2 separate regions of the Mus musculus genome follow, and region 2 is linked to region 1. Evidence: chromatin contacts called from public HiChIP or PLAC-seq data. All regions are on one chromosome and are shown on one strand. The core of a region is the stretch at or near the end of the contact, and the rest is flanking DNA. Distances in the headings are between cores, read along the strand shown.

Evidence for each region. HiChIP or PLAC-seq counts read pairs in DNA pulled down with a chosen protein or histone mark.
Region 2: a contact with region 1 is called in an H3K27ac HiChIP or PLAC-seq map of heart atrium, with 5 read pairs. The contact joins two enhancer-like sites. A contact is called at or near these places in 1 of 484 Hi-C or Micro-C datasets (embryonic stem cells) and 1 of 115 datasets of contacts at active chromatin or transcription factors (heart atrium).

What each region holds. Positions count from the first base shown.
Region 1 is chr12:71,226,108-71,233,440 of GRCm38.p6, forward strand. The region is part of intron 29 of 2700049A03Rik (RIKEN cDNA 2700049A03 gene); the gene reads left to right. Among named protein-coding and RNA genes, the nearest start is that of Dact1, 80 kb to the right of the region's middle. Within about 2 kb of position 3,299, at least 15 of the 459 cell types and tissues checked have an H3K27ac peak or open chromatin away from gene starts, as enhancers often do. A contact at or near this core is called in heart atrium, where this site is marked.
Region 2 is chr12:71,745,386-71,752,718 of GRCm38.p6, forward strand. No RefSeq gene overlaps it. Among named protein-coding and RNA genes, the nearest start is that of Daam1, 82 kb to the right of the region's middle. Within about 2 kb of position 2,751, at least 123 of the 459 cell types and tissues checked have an H3K27ac peak or open chromatin away from gene starts, as enhancers often do. A contact at or near this core is called in heart atrium, where this site is marked.

The DNA.
Region 1 (7,333 bases), core at 2,049-4,548:
CTGTATATAGAGCCATACAGCATAGAGAGCGTGCAGTCTGGAGTCAGGCTCCCTAGGTTAAAACCATCCTCCGCTGGTGAGTTTGAACAAGTTGCTTAACCTCTCTGTGCTTTTCTGGCCTGTGGTATGATACAGCTTTCCTTAGGTTGATACAGTCATTAAAGAAAAACATGCCTAAGATGTGGCGTATTAGGAAATTTGGAAGTAGTAGCTATAGTTAGCCTGACTGTATGAAGGGAACTGCTTCTTTCCCCCTAATTATAATGTAAGCAGCTGCTCCTTTAAGAGGGAGGAGTTGAACCTGTGCTGTCCCAGAGATTCAATGACGCTGGTGAGAAAGTGCTCATAGGTATGTGTTCTGTGTGACTTAAGCAGATATGTTGTTTCATTTGTTCTTCATCGGGGAATACTAAGTTAGGTTTAGGTAAAGAATGTTTAAATTTGTGTGTGCTGTGTGTACATATTGTTTTCTTCAGCAGTTTTTCATGGACTTGCACACTGTCTAGTTATATCCAGCAAAGCTTACTAGAAAGGGTGCCTTTCACGCTATAACCAGATCTTTGGGCAGGTAATGTTTAATAAATTGTATTTTGTCAACAGTTCTCTTATTTTATGTGTGTTTTATAGATGTGAGTGCATGTGGTATGTGTCCATTGGAAACTAGAAAATAACCTCAGGTGTCCTTATTTTAGCTAGGCTAGCTGGCCAGAGCGCTCTCAGCATCTGTCTGTCTCTAGGGTCATAGCCATGTCCAGCTTCTGAGTGGATGAAGGAACTCAGCCTGAGTGGCAGGTGCAGGGCAGACTCAGCTCTCACATTTTGAATCCAAAAGAGAAGTGATCATTCCGGACTCAACTAGCACGTACACCATGACACCCTGGTTCAGGCTGGATGCGAGTACACAGGACAGTATGGAAAACATACATTTCTCGGAGAAAAACTCTTTATGATGAAAGGCAAACACAGGAAACATCTTTTATAAGAAAAATAAAGAAGTACTTTCTTAAAAGATGTTTGTGCGGGACCATAATTACTCTTCAATTGAAGACGGAGGGCCATTTGCTCTGTTAAATATGTAATAGCACAATAAAACTAATAATGAATGTATACATATTCGTGCTATTTGGAGTCGTGCTAGCAGAAGGGTCTAAGTGGCTGTGACCATCAAAAGTTTTCTTAAAATCCATTTGTTGTCAGCTTCTCAGCCCAGAATCAACAGGCAGGGACATAGATGCTTTTTTTTCTGTTAATATAATTGCAATAATACTTTATCACCTAAGAGTCTAGGAACTTAGGTAGCAGTTGGGAGCCTTTCGTACCAATGAGAACTTAGGCGGTCCTAGAAATACTATGTTGACTATTTTCTAATTATTGTGTCATTTAATCAATCATTAACTGTGCCAGTTTCCCCAAAATGGTTTAGCTTGCTGTATCCATAACACTTTACAGGAAGCAGCACAAAATTAGTTTCCATGTGTTTCTGTGGTGTCACAAAATACATATATTCTACAAGTGAAGTACTTATTTTTGGCAAAAAAGAAAAAAGAAAGAAAAAAAAAGAAAGGAAGAAAAGGGAAAGCCAACATTACACCAAACTGCAATTAATGAATATAAGAATTTAGAAATCAAAACTTTGTTTAGTCTGAGGAAAAACAATTCTTTCAACTATATCCACATGGCTTCTTGTTTGTATCAACTGAGGGCGACTGTTACTGTCTTGTGTGAATTCTCTGGGGCAGGGACCTGGCTTTGTTGAATGAGCCAGTTGTTTCCCTTTGTGTTGCCCATCTCTTAAGTTCCATCTGGTTTGTATCAGACTGTTTTCACACTGCAGCGCTGCTTCTCTGTATCCTGACACTCCAGAGCTGGACTAGCAAAGCTCGCTGCTGTGATGACCTTGCTGCCAGGGCCTCACAGCTGTGCCCCACAGCCTGGAGCTGTTATCAGAGTAGTGGTGACATAGAACCTGGGTGGCTCTATTCCCACTGGTGTCCATGCAGTGAGCAGAAGTCCATCCTCCTTCCCCATGCCTGAAACTTACGACAGTGGCACATCTTTCAAGCTCCTGTTTTAGGGCATGGGATGTCGTTGTTCTTATTTTTAAGTGGCTTCCTGTGTGTGTGTGTGTGTGTGTGTGTGTGTGTGAACGCTCATTTTTCATTCTATGACTCTTCTAAAAGTCACCAGGTCCAGCCTTAGGGAGGAGAACTGGTCACTGTCAGACTTAATTTTCATTCTCAAATTTAGTTAGGAGTGGCTAGTGTGGCAGAAACCACTTTTAAGATGGCACAGATGATATCGTGGGGTTTTAGTGATAATCGTGAGCCATAATTTTGGGGAAATTTTCGTGTTTAGGAAGCATCCCCGTCTCAGCAAGCAGATGATAGAAAGAGATTATCTTAGCTTTAGCTCCAACTTGCTTTATAAACGTTACTTTCTTTGCTTTCAGCCTTTGTAGCTGCCAAATGTCACATGTAAGAACCTTGCAACTGAGACTTCCCTGCACTCTGTGACCTGGTGTAGGTCTGTCAAGTGAGATGGCAGGAATGAGCGTTGAGTAACAGTTAGTTATATTCCAGTACAGTTACAGTGCCTGCCGTTCCCTAGGAAACTGAGAGGATGTACAGAATGTAGTGAGACCTCAAGAGATATTTTCAAGATTAGTTAAAGCTAGTTTGTTTTTATTTAGTTTTTGTCTTTTTTCACTTACAGTTTGTTTTTAACGTAGATAGCTATGGATAGTAAAAACAAAAACTAATCTTTGCCTCTGAAGAGGTTCATGCCTAATATTAGAGTTTTTAAAGGAGTTTATGTTTGACAGTAACAAAGTGTTACATCATCATCAAGAATCAGTTAAAACTCAATCTACTCCCTTTTAATTGCTGAAACTAACCTGTTGACTTTTCCAATTTTAATTTTTTATGCATGAGTAACATATATGTATGTAGAGAAGTACACATGGTCAAAGAAGCAGCCCCAGCAGAGCCCCCCGTGCACAGGCAGTGTCCAGCGGGGGAGAGCAGCTTGTGGCCAGGCCCATGATCTCTCGCCATCCTTCCCTCCACCCACACCGACATACCTCTGTCCTGACTTGTAGGACTTGTTTGATTGTGCGCTTTATGTAAATGAAATCATACAGAGTGCATGGCTTCTTTCATAGGTGAACCTATCGTAACTTTTTTAAAGGTTCTTTTCATTTCAAAACCATTATGGCATGCTTTTATAGAACGTTGTCTGGGGGATTTGTTTTAGTAGCTGTCTCACAGGCGCTTGAAGTAACAGGAAGTTCACTGCAGATAAAGCTGTCTACTAAAACATGGTCTCTCAGTTCTCAACCAGACGGTAGTGGTGGAATGTCCCTCTAGACATTCTTGCCCCTAAATGGCAGGCAGTCCATGTCATAACACTTCAGAGTAGTGCACTCACGTACTTAACTGCTTTTTAATGAGTTTTAATAATTGAATGTACATTATTAAAGTAAATTGTGGTCTGTATTCAGAGTAGATGGCTCCATCATCAATTTCCTGAATTAACCAGCAACTTTTTGGCAGTTGGATAGATGCTTTTGTGCTACCAGATGGTGTCTCTGAAAGTACTGTTATTTCAAAGAGTTGATGTACCTACTTAGACACGGAGCCAATAACAACTTAATTTAGAGGATTGCTTGTTTAAAAACACTAACTTGTTTTTAATGTATTTTTAAATACCCTAATAGTACTCTTAGTTTTTATTCTCAGTGAACTCAAATTTGTATTAAAATTGAATCTATCCTGAGTGTTTTTAACTTTAATTGTCTCCTTATTTGTTTTAAATTCTGAACATTCATTTCAAAGTTCACGTTTTGTTTTATGAATGAAAAACTTTAAGAGGGTTCATCTATATATTCCTGGTAGATAGGTAAGGGTCTTGTAGATTGTTTGTTTTGTTTAATAATATTGTTTTGTTTTTGTTTGTTTGTTTGTTTGTTTCGAGACAGGGTTTCTCTGTGTAGCCCTGGCTGTCCTGGAACTCACTCTGTAAACCAGGCTGGCGTCGAACTCAGAAATCCGCCTGCCTCTGCCTCCCAAGCTCTGGGATTAAAGGTGTGCGCCACCACTACCAGGCATTTAATAATATTGTACGATAGATCTTGCTTTTTAGGTTTTTAAATTTTTTTTCATATGTGTGTCTTGCCTATGTTATATGTGTGCACACGTGCCTGCTTGATGCCCAGAAGACATTAGATCCTGAATTAGAGTTGTGGGTAGTTGTGATCCACCACGTGTGTGCCGGGAATCTGACCTGTGTCATCTGCAAGAGCAGCAAGTGCTCTTATCTTAACCACTGAGCCATCTCTCCATCTCCTCGGATCTCGTGTGTGTGTGTGTGTGTGTGTGTGTGTGTGAGAGAGAGAGAGAGAGAGAGAGAGAGAGAGAGAGAGAGAGAGAGATCGTGTGATATTAGGAATATGTGGTAAGCAAGTCCTATACTACTAAGCTATATGTATATGCACCCCATACCTTGCCACTTTTAATTAAAACTGCAAGGCTACAAGATTGTGGGTGGTTATTTAAAACAAAAGATTAAAGTGCTGAAATAAGATATGTTTAGGAGAAGCCAAGTATGGAAAAGTGGTCCATCCCAGGACATCTCTGTATGCCTTTATGACGCATTTCAGGAAGATGCTCTCTCTCCTGGCCTTGGGTTCCATTTCCAAATGTAAAGTCACTAGCTTTGTATTCCCTGCTGTCTTCAGACCTTATGTAAAGGCTAACAAGCCTGTTCCAAGTTACTCCCATGATATGGAGGCACTTATGCATGGTAGACTCACTTTGCAGTCGGTATTACCCACTCAAAGTAGAAGTGTATGGATCAAACAGACGTGTGTGTCTGTCACCCTTTGGCTTCAGTACCATGTCGAGCATTAGGATAAGGTAAGGTATGCTAGTAGCCTCGCCACTGGCTCTCAGATGACATGGACTTGGCTATAGGTCATCTTTCCTCAGCTGTAGAGCAAGAGCCCCTCTCCCAGGACTCCCATCTAACACATGGAAGTTGAGAAACTGCTTCTTGTCAGAGAATAAATTACAGTCAGCTCTAACACTGATAGAGTGGTTTCTATTAGTAGGAATACTGTGAGGTACCATGAGTCTTTCCCAGTTTTGGTAGAGAGGTGTTTTGTGTTTCTGTAAAGAAGATCTTTTTCTAAGAATTATTAATTTTTTGATTTATTAATTTTTATATTTTATGTGTATGAGTGTTTTGTCTACATGTGTATAAGTGCAATGTGTGTGCCTGGTGCCATCAGAGGCCACAGAGGGTGCCAGATCTGGAGTTCCTGATGGTTGTTAGGTCACCGTGTGGGTGCAGGAAACCCCGTGCAGGCCCTCTGCAGCAAGGGCTCTTAACCCTGGTCTCTGATGGCAGCACCAGCAGTGGTGGTGGTCCTTGTGACACTTCCAGTATGTGGCTCTCAGGAGTGTGCTGGGTTTACAGAGGCCCCTGACCCTCAGGAAGGACTGCCCCCTCTCTCCCGCTCCATGGACACAGATGGTCGGTTCTTCAGTGGAAGAGCCTCTATCAGAGTTAGCTCCATTAAGCCAGCGAGACCAGACAGTAGCTTCTCTGCTCGCTCTGGGAGACTCAGGAAGAGCAGGAAGTGAGCAGAGGTTCACCACAGTTAGTGAGGCCTCAGACGCTCCTGTCAGAGGCGGGTGCTCAGTCCGGGCCGCTATGCAGATTTTGAATGTATGAGTGACTCGTATTTACCATCCTCTTCATAAAACCCCATCTTCTTTAAAAGTATCCTTGTGAACTTTGGTTTCTTTTTCTTGATGTGTTCTGTGCATTTCATATTTTAAAACACTTAATTTTCAGATGTTTTCTGTAGTATAATAATTTAAACTGAATGTCCCCAGTCAGATTGTGTGGCCAAGAATAATGAAATGGGTAGTGTTTATAAACTCTGTAATTTCTTTTTAAAAACCAGCATCTCACTATATAGCAGTGGTTCTCAACCATCCTAATGCTGTGACCCTTCAACACAGTTTCTTATGTTATTTTGACCCCAACTATAAAACTATTTTTATTGTTACTTCATAATTGTAATTTTGCTACTGTTATACAATCATAATGTAAATATCTGTGCTTTCCGATGGTCTTAGGTGACCCCTGTTTTAAAAGGGTTGGTGGGTGACAGAGGGTCACAACCCATAGGCTGAGAACCACTGCCATATAAACTTTTGAGTGTATTGGTATAGATGTGAGCCATTAAGCCTGGCCTAATCCTTACAGTGTTGCTCACTTATGTCTTACCTTCTTATAAAGTTTACCTGAAGTTCTTGTTGAATGAAGGAAAGCTCAAGGGCCAGCAGGATGGTTCAGTGGTTGACGCTCCTCGCCCCCGAGGACTTTAGTTCAATCTCTGGACCTGTGGGGGAAGGAGAGGAATGACTGCAAACCTGTGCACACATGTGTCCCCCAACACAAAAACATAAATACATATAAAATTTAAAAAGAAGCTTGAGAGACAGTTTTTGTATCATAGAGAAACTGATAAAAGAATACTGCTTGTACTCTGTGACACATTTTTTTCCCCTTATTGCTCAGCTCCAAGAGTTTGTTTGAAACAGTGGTTGGTGGTTGTTGATTGTATTTTGGAGTACAGGTTGACATCATGCTATCATTGTGGTCTGGTTCTTAGTGTTCAGCGAGTTTTGTTGACCTGAGGACTGACGGTTAAATAGTTTTATCTAACATGCTTGGGGCAGGAATATTTTGATTAGATTATTTAAATTTCAGAATATTGATATATACATAATGCTATCTAGGGATGGTGCTTATGATTAAACATGAAATTCACTGTGTTTCAGATATACCTTACCTCATAGCTCGGAGATAATTTTATACAATATTTTTTTAGTCCACAATAATGGCTGTGGCCACGACATGAGGTCAGATGTGGAATTTTCTATTGTGAGTTCGCCGTTGGGTTTTGCTGATTTTTGGAGTGTTTTGGTTTTCAGAGTTTTAGAGTAGGAGAATTCAGCCTGTGTGCGGCTGCATGATTTCACTTTCCCTGCTGCTTTTCTTCCTCCCTCGACATGAAGAGAGGCCTGCGTTCTTCATTTAACTGCTCCTCCCTTGGCTCAATAGTACTCCCCTTTGCTGCTTGAGAACTGGTGGGTTTTCAGTGTGGCCTCAGATGGCCAGGGCAGTGGAGGTCCTAAACTTTTTTTTGTAATGGTTAAGTCCTTAGGTGAGTTATAGAATGCAAATTATAACTTTCTAAGAAACAGCCCATGAGTTTCGCTCACTTTTTTAAGAATTGGATTAATTTTGCGATTACCTGCAG
Region 2 (7,333 bases), core at 1,501-4,000, 520 kb after region 1:
CTTCATGACCTTGAGCTAAGCATGTAAATTATGACCTTAGTGTGAGCATGCTCCAGAAATCAGCCCAGACCTAGGGTGCCCTCCTCTCCGGATCTGAATAGGCTCCCCAAATTCACTTTCCACTCTCTTCTGTTTGGAAAGAGCTTTGCTTCTGGGTAACAACTCCTGGGCTCTGCTTGCCTGGGGGAGACAACAAGTCTTTCTCCGCTCTTTCTTGGTTCATCATGGTTCTTTGGCTTCTTATTCACCAAGATGCAAGGCTACTGTGCCCGATGTCTTCACTGCAAGATGCTGTTCCCTGGTCATCTGGCCTGTTCCACTGTCTAGGAAACTCTGTTGCTTATGTTCACCTTCAACTTCATCGCTCTTGCTGGGCTCATGACATCATATTTAGGCCTTGAACTTTGGGGAGTCTAAGACAAACATCTGGTGTTTACACTTTCTCCACCACAAAGACCCCTGAGATGGTGGATGTCTGTTGGCCATATGATACTATCAAAACCAGAGAGACGGGGGAAATTGTGGAGAAAACCTCAAGAAATACTCAGTAAGTTAAGCTTCCATCGTTTTTTGCTGATGATTATAGGGCTTCTTTCTGCTTTTCTAGCTTTCTCTCTCTCTCTCTCTCTCTCTCTCTCTCTCTCTCTCTCTCTCTCTCTCTCTCTTAAACATAACTGATGTCAAATGTGGCAAAAACAAAATTCAAAGTAATCAAAAACGCTGGGTTTGAACCCCAGTCTTCTGCATTCTCTGGGGACCCCAGAATCCAGCTGAAATCCCTGGATCTCTGCCCAGCACTTCTCCCAGGGTGCTTTGCTAATTAAACATCACAGCAGGACCGATGTGGGCGTGGCCATGCATAGGGCCACATAATTCAATTGAAGAAAACATCAGCGGAACTGAAGAGTGAGATTTGATTTCCTGCCTGAGTTGCCTAAATAACATGATGGTTTCCCTATTTGAGAATCAAAATAAAATAACTCCAAGATTTAAGTCACGCAGAAATTCATCTCCGCTGTTTTCCTCTCAGCAGCCGTCTGTTTAGTCTCCTGAAACTTTACCCTGGCCTACAAATGAATAAATGCTACATGGGCTTTAACAGTGATACACGGAAGAAAAAAAAAGCCATGTCTGATTCGTACAGTAAAGCTGCAATTAGCTGAAGTGCTCAGAGGATAGAACATAGTGCTATCGCTGGGCTGGCTGAAGGATGCTTTATTAAATGATTTCATTGTCATGAGCTACTTTCCTGCCTCACAATTTACTAGCTAGCTGTCTCTGGATTGCATTTCATAGCACAGCGGACTAATCTCTCACCTACCAGCAAAGCCCAAAAATGTTCTCGGAAGAGTGTAGGGAGAAGATCTGGGTCCCTGGCTCCAGCACCCAGAAGTCATCTGGCATTACCCACTAATTCACAGCAAGGGACTAGCTGACTTGCCCCAGCAGTATTTCCTGCAGCTCTGCATCCACTTGTGAATGTTTTGTACTTTCTTAAAGCTGTGGGAATTAGGGTCCCACATTAGGGTCAGAATAGAGTACCAGGAAGGCAGCGCGCACGGGCTCTAGCAAATGAGAATTAGTCATGTGCTGATCCTGAAACCAATCAGTACCATCGGTTAGCATGGCTGCTGCTTGGCGTTCCTGGCAGTGTTAACCCATGCTAAGACTTAAACTGAGGTCACCATGTTGTTTGTTCTTGTGGTTTCGTGTGTGTGTGTGTGTGTGTGTGTGTGTGTGTGTGTGTGTGTGTGTGTGTGTGTGTAGAAAGCATTGTTTAATGTTTAGGAGAGTGCTTAAATCTGCCCTTGAGTTTGGGGTGGAAGGCCACCTCTTCAGGACAGAACTGTGAATCTCTACCATCCTCAGGCCTGGAGGCTCGGTGTTATTTTGAGGATCAGGAAGCATCAGAACACCATTACAAAGGAGTGGGGGCATGGCAGAGGGGACCACTAAAGTTCCCCTCCCTCCTTAGTCAGCCTCTGTGGTCATTGCTATCAGGTTGACCGTCCATGGTTCCCCCATGACACTTTCTTCCTTTCGATGGCCATTCCTAGCGTCCCTTTCCTGTTTCGTGATATCCTTACTTCATCTCCATGTGACACACATGTCACTTTGCCCCTTTCTTGTGGGAAGCCTGCTATCAGCTAGGTACTCCACGGAATGTGTGACTCACGGAAGCCATTCACGCTGTGATTCTAAAGCTTTCAACACTACAGATGCAAGAGTCTTCTAAACGAGTAATTCAAATAGAAACTCCCATACAGTTTTAGCCTACAACTAACTCCTACGGAGGGAGCATCTGACGGTGAACTTAGAGAAAAAACCCCAGTGAGAAAGAATTCTGAATGGAAATAAAACTTCCCTGCTAACCTGTATGTCACCTTGAAGGCCTGCCAGAGTCCGCCAACCCTGAAGGGTCTACACAGGATTCCCTAGCGTTCAAAGCTGTCAATGTTCTAGGTCCTGGGTCCCATCTGGCTAGCTACTTTCCAGGGCAGTCCAGTAACGTAAATACAGTCTCAGACTGAGGGACTATCAATATGTCAGCTAATACGGTGCCCCGGGAAAGAATCGGGAGCTGGGACGCTGGGACTGTGGGGCTCAGGTTTGTGTTCTCCTCATGACCTCTCAGCCTGGCTTTTATCACGATGGCCGCAGCTGTTCACCCCAGCCGAAGTGGGCCACTCGCAATGAGATCCACACCTCAGCTGAACTGGGTAGAGCTAGGGAAACAAGAAATCTGTTTGTTTTAACTTATTTTAGTAATGACTCGGAGGCTGTTTCCTGTCTCTGGTGATGTTGCCTAGAAACCCTATGATTCTGAGTTGAATCCAAGTTGCAAATGGAACATTTGGCAAAGCCTGGGGAAACGCTCTTGGAATCCTGTTGTCGTGGAGATAACTTTTTAATCCACATTAACTCTGCGTGCGTCTTACACATATGTGCAACTGCAGAAATATAAGAAACTGTGTCCTTTTGGTTGTCAGCTTATGTGTCATATGGGGTGGGGGGAATATTTTCTTCTTTTCCCTAAGTCCCTGCCCCAGAATAAAGCAATGCTTCCATTAAATAGATGATATTGGGAAGAAACCCTTTGTCTGTTTTCCCTGCTTTTTTATTCATGGTTCCAAAGAGGGAGGTTGATCAACGCTAGCAATGGGACCTAGTTTGTCTTGGGAAGGGCTCAGTGTGTCGACAATGAGTGTCATGTGCTCCCTCCTCCTCCTCCTCCTCTCTCTCTCTCTCTCTCTCTCTCTCTCTCTCTCTCTCTCTCTCTCTCTCTCTCTCTCGTCTCCTCTCTCCCTGTCAGCCTTCTGGGTAAAGGCTTGTCCTGTAGGAAAAGGCCAGTGCTCACACCCACCTACTTTGCTAAGATGAGACTGGTCAACGCAGCTCTGAGCACAAGGGCTCAGGCACCGCTGGTGCTTTCCAGCTCTGCTCCAAGCCTGCAGCCTCAAGCCCTGCTCCATCAGTAGTAAAGCTGTTATTTTGGTTTCGTGTTCCTATTTGCGGTTGACAGCCTGCCAAGAACTGGAGGGAGAAGTGTGACTAACTCAGGCTGCAACAGATTACTATAACCAGATGGTGGGAGAGGGGCATCTTCATACCTAGAAAGGAGCTAAACCAAATAATCCCTTCTAAGGAATTCCCTCAGAGCAAACAAGACCTAGGGGGCAGTTGGCATCTTGCCCAGAGTTAGTCATAGTGATATGACTTACCTCTAAAGTCTTCATCCAGTGATGTCCCTGAGACTGCTCTTCGGTGCCAGCCTTAGTGACGTCCTTAGCACCTCTTTATCTGTCTCCTATCTTCACCTTGAGGGACTTCATTATCCAGACAGATCCCAGTAACAACCAGATCTCAGAGTTCAAAGTTTCCTCATCTCCCATAAACCTTTGTCACCACCTCACTGAAACCAGTTACTGCAAAAGTCTCACACAGCATGGTGACAAGAGCTGAAAGGTCTCTACTGCTGAGACGTACTCACTGAAGCTGGGGACATGCTCAGTAGGTAAAGTGTTTGCTGGGTAAGTGTGAGGATCTAAATTTGGATTCCTAGAATCCACATAAAGCTGGATGCATTAGTATCCCACTGTCCTACAGCAGGATGGGAGGCAAGACAGGACAGTCCCCAGAAGCTGCCCACCAGCTAGCCTACAGTAGAGATCGAATGAGCAGGACACTGTGTCTCAAACAACGGGGAAGGCAAGAACGGACCCAGGAGGTTGGCTTCTGACCCCCCACACTTGAGCTATGGCCTGTGTGCACCTGTCCTCACATATTCACACATCTTTATTCTCTCTCCCCTCCCTCATTACCCTCCCCCCTCTCTCTCTCACACACACACACAAATACACAGGGAGGGGAGGGAAGACTTTTAAAAATGCAATAATTTAGAGACTTGTGTTTCTTCCTATCCCTTCTCCTTCTTGCTTCCTAAATCACTGTTGCCATGGCCACCATTTTCAACCACTTGGAGGCTTCCGCATGTTGACTGCTTTCTTTCCATTCCCCCTCCTCCTCATGACTGAGTGTGAAACTGTGATCTCAGGCTCTTCACTTTAACTCTTCTGAGTTGTCTCCTGAAGTGTCCTCACTCTTCGGCCTTTTCCAGGACTTTTGTGTGAGTGGCTGAGAATCATTTCAACTTATAATCATTTTATAATATTCATAGGATATTGCATAATAATTCATATGCATTAATGACAGATTCAAGAAAACTGGCATTTCTTTCTTACACACACATCATTTCTTGGGGCTGGAGAGATGGCTTAGAGGCTGAGAGCTTGATGCTCCATTGTGAAGACTAGAGCTTGGCCCCTACCATCCACATATACCTGTGATTCTTGCTCCAAGAAACTGAGGCCTTTCTGACATCCACGAGCACCTGCATGCATTCACAATAATAATAATAATAAGAAGAAGAAGAAGAAGAAGAAGAAGAAGAGGAGGAGGAGGAGGAGGAGGAGGAGGAGGAGGAGGAGGAGAAACGATAAATCAGTTCCTTGTGTTGGGAAACTTCTAAGTTATAGGGTTTTGTTGTTTTTTTTTTTAATAAAACATAAAATAAAAACTGGTAAACTCCAGTCTCTAATAATCTTCATTACAACCATGGAGCCTACTGTCATTGTGGGCTCTGTGAGGCAGTTTGTCAAGATGCTGGTCCAGCAGCATCCTACACACTGTGATACATGCTTAAGCATGCTGTTCTTCCACTCATACAGAACCCACCTCTCTGTAGTAGATTATTTCAATAGGAATTTAAATAAATAAATTTAAATAGAAATGTCCGTTTCTATGTTCAGAGCAAGTATATACACATGCAGGCAAATGCTTTCTCCACTGCAGACTACATCTCTACCACCCCCATCTCTCAAAAACATTCTCTCTCCCTCTCCCTTTACCTCCCCTCCCCCTCCCTCCTTCTCTCTCTCCTTCTCCCCCCACCCCCTCTCATTTCCCTCTGTTCTCACTGTGCCCAACTTGGAACCACCAAACCTACTGGCTGGCCAGCAGGAACTACCCAATCAACCACAGCTCTCTTTCTGAACATGAAGATGTTAGGGGAACCTCTTCATTTCTTCTTGAGTCCCAGCCTCTTTCAGTCCATTTTCTTTTCTTGGTTCTGGTATGTGTTGTGATTGTTTCTGCCAAATGCAGGCTACCTTATTTTGAGACATGAAACTAGTATTGTTCAGATCCTGGAGCCTCAGAACTCACTGCTCCAACCAAGGAACAATGAAGAACAAGACCCCTCTCTCAGGTATGTCAATCAGTATAACCTCATTCCGAGGACACCAAATTTGGGGTCAGACATGAGTATGTTGGCACAATTTTATCCAGCAAAATGAAAAGATTTTCTTGAAACCTTTAAGGAAAAAAGAAAACATTTTTTTGAGAAAATAATAAATACATTCTTTTTTTCCCCTTCTATGTGTCATGGATAATAAAGACAGCCATCCCACAGGAAGCTAACACCACATAAAAGCAGTGGCCATAAGTAGAAAGAGAGGAAGAAATTGTTGGCATTGTTCAACTGATGAATCTAATCAACCCGAACCTACATTCCCAATGGGCTATCCCATCACATAAAGTGTCATTCCTCAGGCATCTTGATTTGACACAGGGTCTTTCACTGGCTTGGAACCAACCAAGTAAGCTATCCAACTAACCAACTAAGCAATCCAACTAACCAAGTACGCTATCCAACTAACCAAGTAAGCTCTCCTGCCTGGCTGTCAAGTCCCAGAGTTTTACTTGTGTCTGCTTTCTTAGAACTGAGATTTTAAATATGTGCCACCATGCCTGGCTTTTAAAAAAAATGAGTTCTGAGGGTTGAACCCAGGTCCTCATGCTAGCAAGGCAGATACTTTACCACCTGAGCCATCTCCCAGTCCCCATGACATGACCTTCTGTTGTTTGGGTAAGTCTCGGTTTTCCTAATTATGCATAACCGAAATCCTTGCTGCTGACTTACCCAACTGGGCTCTAAGATTTGAATTTAATGTAGATCAACCTTGTCATCCTCTTCTCATTCCATTCTTCCAAATTATCATCCTCGTGGCCCTAGAAACCATTTATGTGTTAACAGTCCAGTATTTAGCTGCTGACCTGGCACTTTCTCCCACACTGGTGAGTATAGCTCAAAGTCTTACCCAAAACATCCAACATTACCTATGCCTCCCACCAAGTCTCCACATAATATGCAATCTGTTTCTCCTGCAGGGATTCCTGGCTCAATGAATGAAGCCCACAGAAATCTAGGGGTCCCTTTGTGTCTTCCCTTTCCTACCCCATTCTGTCAACACGGATCCTGCCATTACTAACTCCTATATGGATGCTAATTCACCAACTTCCATATAACTCCACCTTAATCCAAATCTCCCACAGCTCTGCCTGGAATATACAATAGAAAAATAGCTTTAAAAGAGGATTTTTAAATTCAACAAAAAAGAAATGTTAGATGTTTAAGACTATCGACTCAACAATTACTCCGATGACTCCATACCCCCTAAACTAAGTATATGAGAAGCAAAACAAAAGTATCTTGAGTGTTTCAGTAGCTTCACCTGACATTACCTGTTGTCAATGATGGCATTTTGCAAAGAAAGTACTTAAATAAAATAGATTTTAAGCAGAACTGGCAAAAACTAGAGAACTGGTACAGCCTGGTCATTGGGAGACTAGTGTGGCTTTAGAGGAAATGATTGTTCAAGATGAGAAATTTGCAGTTCTCCTTGCCTGAAACAGGCTCCAGGGACCAGAAGGCAAGCTGCACATTAGCAATGGCTAGAAACAAGGCTTTAAGGAGATGCAGAGGCAGCATCCA